2 separate regions of the Mus musculus genome follow, and region 1 is linked to region 2. The links are chromatin contacts, called in public HiChIP or PLAC-seq maps. All regions are on one chromosome and are shown on one strand. The core of a region is the stretch at or near the end of the contact, and the rest is flanking DNA. Distances in the headings are between cores, read along the strand shown. Region 1 has its middle 43 kb from the start of Slc8a1. Region 2 holds the start of Slc8a1 (solute carrier family 8 (sodium/calcium exchanger), member 1).

Region 1 (3,686 bases), core at 827-3,326, 43 kb after region 2:
ATTTAATTCGGAGCCACTTTAGCGTTAGGAGTTATATACTCAGCCCTTTTGCATTTTTATTTTTATACATATTGTCAGATAAAAAAATATTCTTGCTGAAAATATCATACTTCCTCCAATCACACATTTAAAAATAATTCTAGGATGCACCGATTTCCATATTAGTTGACAAAACATCCTGTCTTCATGTCTCCTAGTGAATGGGCATCTCACTACGTATCATCATATTTTTGTTTATCATTTACCCCAAGTTTGCTTACAGAATGCACAACACTGGAAATCATTTCCTTATTTAAGTGTTCACGTGATTCTTTATTTGTTTTACAATTTCTGACTAGAGCAGAGAGTTTGTGTCATAGTCTGGCCTTGAGCTTGGCATCTGTCACGCTAGCATTTGGTAGGCAGAGGAGGCAGGAGGGTAGTAAAAGGAGAAGTGAAAACCCAGCTTTAGCTACATGACAAGTTTGAGACCAACCAAGTCTAAACCAACCTGAACAAAATATAAGCCAATGTAAATTCAAAAGTCTGCGTAGTATAAATGATAAAATTGCTTCAATTCAATCTGTCATCTCTTCATCATCTGTATTATTATTATTATTATTTTATATGTGAAAATATAAATATGATTATGATACATTTTCATCGCAGATATGTATCATAAAGTGCTTTCTTCTATGGTTAGTCCCTAGCCCAAGATCAATATTTGATCCCCCAAATAAGAAGGGGGTTAAGCCACATACATGCACACATTCACCAGACTGGTGCAGCTCTGCACTCTGCCTGGCTGGGCTTTCTTCCCAATCTTCTGATGATGTAGGGGAATGCAAAGAGGAACGATTACCTTGAGAAATAGAGCAAATGCTATTTGGGATCACTGCACCTCATCCGTTGTCCCATAGTTACCAGGTAGCAGGCAGGAGGATACATTTAGTAGCAGAGTACAGCTGTACCTGAGAAGTCTCCTTGAGCCCACTCCAAGGATCACTTGCCAGGGTCATATGCTAACAACATCATCATTCTGTCATGCCTTCTGCTCGTTTCTCTGCAGCTAATCAGGCAAACGTCATTGAGCGAATTGGGCTTCCTAATGCTGTTCCTTGCTTCTGTGTGTGGCTTCACTTTCTAGTCAGAATCATGTGCTTTCAGCATCAAGTCATCAAATACTGATATTGTCCCCCTTAAATTAGTTGACCTTTAAAAACTATTACTGCTTGCTTCCGTGTGTGTGTGTGTGTGTGTGTGTGTGTGTGTGTGTGTGTGTGTGTGTGTGCGCGCGCACGCGTGCAGGCACACACACACAAATATATATAAGTGTGCATAGGTTCACATGCCATCATAGACACATGGACGTCAAAGGACATTTTTGTGGTACTTTAGTTTTTTTTTTTTTTTTCAGCATAGTCTTTTTTTATAATAGATTTCTAGTTTTATTTATTTTATTTTTTTACTCAAAAATCTGTTGGTCAACCCATAAAGAAACACTGAGAGTGCCATTTAAGCTTGTATCTTTATGAAAAACATATTCTTAACCACCTGCAGAAGTATTCTGGGAAGTACAATGGGTCTATACATTTGCATACATGATCTGTTTTGCCTGTTGTCTCATTCCTCTCTGTGTCGGTGCCACTCCCTTTATCTCCAGCTACATGTTCTAAGCAGCCTGCTTATGCTGGGGCTCCTTGAATGTCCACATAAACTCTTCTGCCCCCAGAGAGCTGGGTCTGGGGGTTCGTTCTTGAAGAATCAGGTATTCAAGGAAAGGAATATGAAAAATAAAGAGTACAAAATTATCCATGTGTGTTGAAACTCTGAAAGTGTAAAATGTCTAACTGTGACTACTTATGTTCACTACCCCTGATAAGTATGGCTAAGGTTAAATATGCCCACCTTGGTAGAGATGCAGGCACTCATGAGTCACACGACCTTCTCAAGGTCAGACCATTTGGAAACGTTCCAAGCTTTGAGTTTCTAAATGGAGCTCCAGAATTCTTTCCACTACTTCATTCCCAACATCTCTATTCTGGGACTACTATCAGGAGTGCCTGAACGTGTCTTTGGGAATCTCTGTCACTCACTTAAGAACTCTGTAAGGTGGTTTGATTAAAGAAGCAGGAGCGCGCTGGAAGCTTTGATAGGCAACTAGGGATACTGCAGTCTAACAAGTAGGGTGGAAGGACTTAGAAAATCTCTTTCCCTCTCCAAAAGCAGCATTTCCAGAATTGCAAGGGGTTTCTCACAGCAGTATGAGATGAACAGGGAAGCTTGTATCTTGTTCCCGTACTCATAAAGATGATTTTGTTCAGTAAAAACACCCCCATGTCAGTGGTGAGGGAGAGATTCCATGATGTTCTCTGAGAAGTGCATGTAGCAGGTAGGATGCCAGGCATCAGGCCACACTGACTTAAACTGCCTGGAAGGTTGCTGGCACAAGGCGTGAGATGCTCTTGTTAAGGAAGTTACAACACCAAGTCACATTCTAGTCATTTAGGGGTTAGTGAAAAGTGCATTTCTGACTTCTGATTTCCCATTTTAGATCGAATAAGTCTGACTCTAATGAGCAAAGTCCTATGGTTTCTATAAAAGTTCTCAAGGTGGATCTAATGGGTCGTCAGCTGACATATGTTTACTTGTAACATCAACTGTCTTGGGTCATCTAAGTATGAAAGACTACATCAATGACCACAGATTAGTGTATATACTTCTGGGCGTATTATCAATAGCTCCTGGATTGTGTCTCCTGTTCCTTTGGATGGTGACTGTATTCATAACCATGCCATATTATTCTGCTACGTCATGCCACATCCTTCCTGTGGTAAGTGAACAGAAGGAACGATGACTCAAGAGCTGGCCCTAGGTCCAAGTCACACAGTGCAGGGAAGAAACCAGTGTTCATCCTTGTTACTGTGTCTCAGTTACTGTGGCTGCTCTGCTCTTTCTCTGTTTCCTTAACCGTTTCTGTTTCCATATGCTCCATCTTATCACATCTTCTATGCTTTTCAACCTACTTTCCTTTATTCCTTTGATATTATTATATGTGGAATGTCTGTATAAGTATGTGTGTGTGTGTGTGTGTGTGTGTGTGTATTTACATGTCTGTGTACATGTGTGTGTATGTATGTGGTTTGTCTGTGTAGATATTCATGTGTGTGGATATATATATATATATATATATATATATATATATATACATACATACATATATATACATATATATATATATATATATATATATGTGTGTGTGTGTGTGTGTGTGTGTGTGTGTGTGTGTGTGTATCTGTGTACATATTCGTGTCTCTGTGTGTGTGGTGTCTGCACGCATGCATGTGTGTGTGTTTGTGTGTGAGTGTAGGTAAGAGTGTCACTGGCTGTTTTATTCAGCCACTTTCAACCTTTTTTCTTTATTCTTGAGAATCATTCAAGCATACAATTAGATGCAATTATATATACCCATATCCCCCTCCCAACTCCTCCTCATATCTACTTTCATTGTGTCTCTCTTACAACTTCATATCTGTTTTTTATTCTTCCTTCCACAGGTGCATTTTTAAAATTCTCTCCCAACAGTTATCAGTTACCAGTAGTTCATTGTTCCTCTCTAAAAGCCCCATGCTGGGATTCTGTGTGTCTTGAACTTGCACAGGTCTTATGACTACAGTGAACTCATATGTGTTCTGTTGTGTCCAGAA
Region 2 (3,589 bases), core at 1,001-3,500:
TAAAAATAGCAGCCAATCATTTCTATCACTTAAAGCTGTTTCCTAGATTTGTTTATCAGGGGGACAAACAGGCAACAGACATTTCACAGGAGTGTGAATTTGAAGTGTGCTTGGAGGTTTGCAAATGAGAGAGAAATTGCCAGCAACAGGTATGTATTGCACCTCTTCAGGACTGCTGCCAGCATCAGCAGCCTTTCTAGGACCCTTCTATATACTGAGACCTGGGAGGGTTCCTGCTGTGCTGTTTCTTTCTGAAAGCCAGCTGGTATGTGATGTTTAGTTAAGCATTTTAGAGCCACTCTTTTGTTCTTTTCCAGGCCTGTTCCACTTTAGCTAAAGTTACGACAGCTATGCTCTGTTAGTAAAGAATGTACAACCTCTTGCTCTTCCTCACCTCTCTCCTCTTCTGCTCTCCTTTCCTTCCCTTTCCTCCTGTCTTCCTCTCTCTTCTTCTCCTCTCTTCTCCTTGTCTCCCCTCTCCTCTCCTCTATTTCTTTCTTCACCATCCCTTCCCTGTCCCTCTCCCCTCCCCTCTCCATTTCTTTTACTTTTCTTTCCCCTTCTTTTTCTTCTTAGATTTCTCTTTATCTCTCCCAGAATATTAGTATTCTTTAGTACAGTTTAACCTACCTTAGAAGGAAAAATGCTAAGTGCAAATATGTTATAAATTTAATGTATTTCCAATGTAAATGGATAGATTAAAATAATAGTTTAGTGCAAATTCCATTCCTTAGTTCTGTACCCTGATAGTGATATTGTAGCATTGAAGCAAAACCATATCTTTTCTTTCCCTGCGTATTTTGTTTGTTTAAGTGAAGTGAAATACAGCTTAGACAAAAACCACTATGTATACTTCCTCTATATTTGTCAAACCTTTCCCCAGAAATCTAATATATCCAGAGAACATTTCACTGCTCGGCGTTGCAAACTATACTTATTCATTCATTATTTTCCATGTTATATTTGTCACCAGAGAAAGCCAATCGTGTTACATATTTCTGCCCTCCCTCAACAACATGTTATGTCACACAACTGAAACCTAAAGTGGGGAGTCGGGTCAAATCTGACTTGATTCATACACACATTGTGCTTCACAAGATAAAGCCAGAGCCTAAATTTTATCATCCTTTATAATAATTATTTCGGTTTCATCTTAGAAAAAAAACACATGTATTTTGTAGGAAATCACACCTTATGATCTCCTTCAAAACTTTTATGAGTGTTTGGCAGATATACTTTGCTCACAGTATTGACAGAACTCCTTCGTTTAATGACCACAGTTTGGCAGCTCTCTGGAATGGTATTTCAAAATGCAGTGAACATGATTGGCTGGTTAACTGGTTTTCCAGAAACTGAATTAGTCATAGAGCAGCTTGTGTTGTTACCCTTGTCTTGATGTACGTACTTTGACCTTGAATTCCTGAGTGGGAGCTTTTCCTATTCTGGTGCAAGCCACTATTGTCAACGTGTGACTAAGAAAACCATGATGACATTTAGAAGGACTTTCTTTCCAGCGGTTAAGACTTTGTACCTCTACAATGAAGAATGAAGAAAAAGTGCCAAGAGTACCTAGAAAAATGCAGGACATATAGCTGGCTCTAGCCATTTTTGACGCACATGCGACATGCTTGTGAGAACGGAACCCGAAATCTTTAAACAGGATGTGACCAATCTACGAGCTGCTGAGAAAAGCTGAAAAACTGACTTCAGTTGCTAAAAATAAGAATGCCTTTTACCAACCTTCCCTTGTTCATCCAAGAAGAACTAGACACAAATGTATTTGCTAGCTTCCAATGAACATGCAAGAAAACTCAAACATTGCACCCACCCTACCCTAAAGCACACAGAGTTAAGCAGGGCCTCATGTGGCCCATCCTATAACATGCTGGCAATATTAAGGAAAAACTAGGTTCATACAAATCCAAATGATGGGTGACCCAGGAAAAAGAGTTATAATTTGCCAGCCAGTCTGGGTTGTTACTTTCCCTCAGCAGTTAAACTCCCCTGCTTGGTGTCAGATACCTCAGTCATCAGCCTCAACCTCAATCTCAATCTCTCTCTAATTTTTTTTTCAGAAATAATTTGGCATCCTCCCCTACAAACATCAAGGGCTCTGCTGGGAGTAGCCGCGTATCATCTCTTATGTAAGTTTCATAAAAGCTTTGCACCTACCTCTGTCAAGCCGTCTCTGTCTGCATGGGCTGGATGAGAAACCGACCAGCTCTGAAGGCTGCTCCAGATAGACCAGAAAGAAAGGACCCGGGGAGCCTGTCCTTAGTGTCTCTAAGCATGGCTGCATAGCTGGCTCTTAGCTTATCTGTGCCTTTCGGCTTTCGCTTCCATACATGGACCTGTTCCCAACACTAACGCCAAGCTGTCGAGAAAGCTATCTGGCAGCTCTCAGGCTCATCCGACACATGGGTGATAAAAATACACATATAGACATCCTTTCAGCCAGCCCGTTTCCCACCCACAATTCTGCCACTACACACGCTTACAAATATGCTTTAGATTGGCAGTCGTATTCTCCGGATTTTGGCGTACAATCAATTTCTACCTGATTCAAACGCAAAGTTTGCAGGGTGTGGGCTTGCTTGATTCTGGCTGCTTACCAGCCTCTTCACACTGAGAGACTTAGTAATAAGATGCTAATGGGACCTGAGAGACATTTATTAAATGAATGAATGAATGAATGAATGAATGAGTGAATGAATAGTAGCTGAATGAACACTACTCCCTTATTGCACTACATGTGAATTACTAATTACTAGGTTTATTCTCGAGACATTTATTTAACTGGAAATGGTTCTTAACCCTCTCGATGATTCACCTTAAAGGAAAAGCAGAAGGCCAGAGATGTCAAGATCTCTCTGACAGGAGAGGAGGTGTTTTAGGTTATTAGGTGGCAGGTGTGTTAAGCTAAGACTTGGGTGAGAAAAAAGGATTTAGAAAATGTTTTTACTGTTACAGAACCCAAGCCTAAATGAATAAGAATTGTTAAGCTTGTTCATTATCACTGATAGGCTTTTGTGGCATACTACTCTGATTTAATCCCTAATCAGGGAATAAATCTTGCCCTGACAAGTAGAGAGGGGGCCTCTTAGTGGCATGAAGACTGAGGCTCTTTGTTTTGTTTGTTTGTTTTTTTAACTTATTTGTAATTTAGGCTTTCATCTTTCAGGTTTTGTTTTAAAAGTGGAGTTATCCCTCTTACTCTCAATGTCTCTAATATGCGGCACTAATCCCCGGATTCACTCGTTTTAGTTAAAAATCAATTTTATTGCTTCTCACTAAGGGTAATTTCTGCGGGTGATATATGCACATGCACATATACTAAAATACTCTTAAATCTGAATTGGTTTTGAAATTCCTATTATAAATTAAAAAGGACAAGCTGGTATATGGATGCCTTCATCCAATCCCAGCACTTGGGAAATGGAGGCAAGAAGCCCAGGACTTTAAAGTCATCCTTAACTACACGGCCAGCCTGGGCTGTGGATAGGAGAGCCTATCTCAAAACAAACAAATAAAAAAGAAAGGAGCATCAAAAGAACTCTGAGGAAGAGAGAATTAATAACACAAAACTATG

Evidence for each region. HiChIP or PLAC-seq counts read pairs in DNA pulled down with a chosen protein or histone mark.
Region 1: a contact with region 2 is called in an H3K27ac HiChIP or PLAC-seq map of cardiomyocytes, with 3 times the contacts expected there. The contact joins the enhancer-like site here to the promoter of Slc8a1 in region 2. A contact is called at or near these places in 3 of 484 Hi-C or Micro-C datasets (the HL-1 cell line, cardiomyocytes and embryonic heart), 2 of 115 datasets of contacts at active chromatin or transcription factors (cardiomyocytes and heart atrium) and 1 of 9 other capture datasets (liver).

Annotation. Positions count from the first base shown.
Region 1 is chr17:81,779,690-81,783,375 of GRCm38.p6, forward strand. No RefSeq gene overlaps it. Among named protein-coding and RNA genes, the nearest start is that of Slc8a1, 43 kb to the left of the region's middle. Within about 2 kb of position 2,077, at least 29 of the 459 cell types and tissues checked have an H3K27ac peak or open chromatin away from gene starts, as enhancers often do. A contact at or near this core is called in cardiomyocytes, embryonic heart and heart atrium, where this site is marked.
Region 2 is chr17:81,736,137-81,739,725 of GRCm38.p6, forward strand. It overlaps Slc8a1 (solute carrier family 8 (sodium/calcium exchanger), member 1), which reads right to left and starts at 2,251. Exons shown (of 11, transcript NM_011406.3): 1 at 2,173-2,251.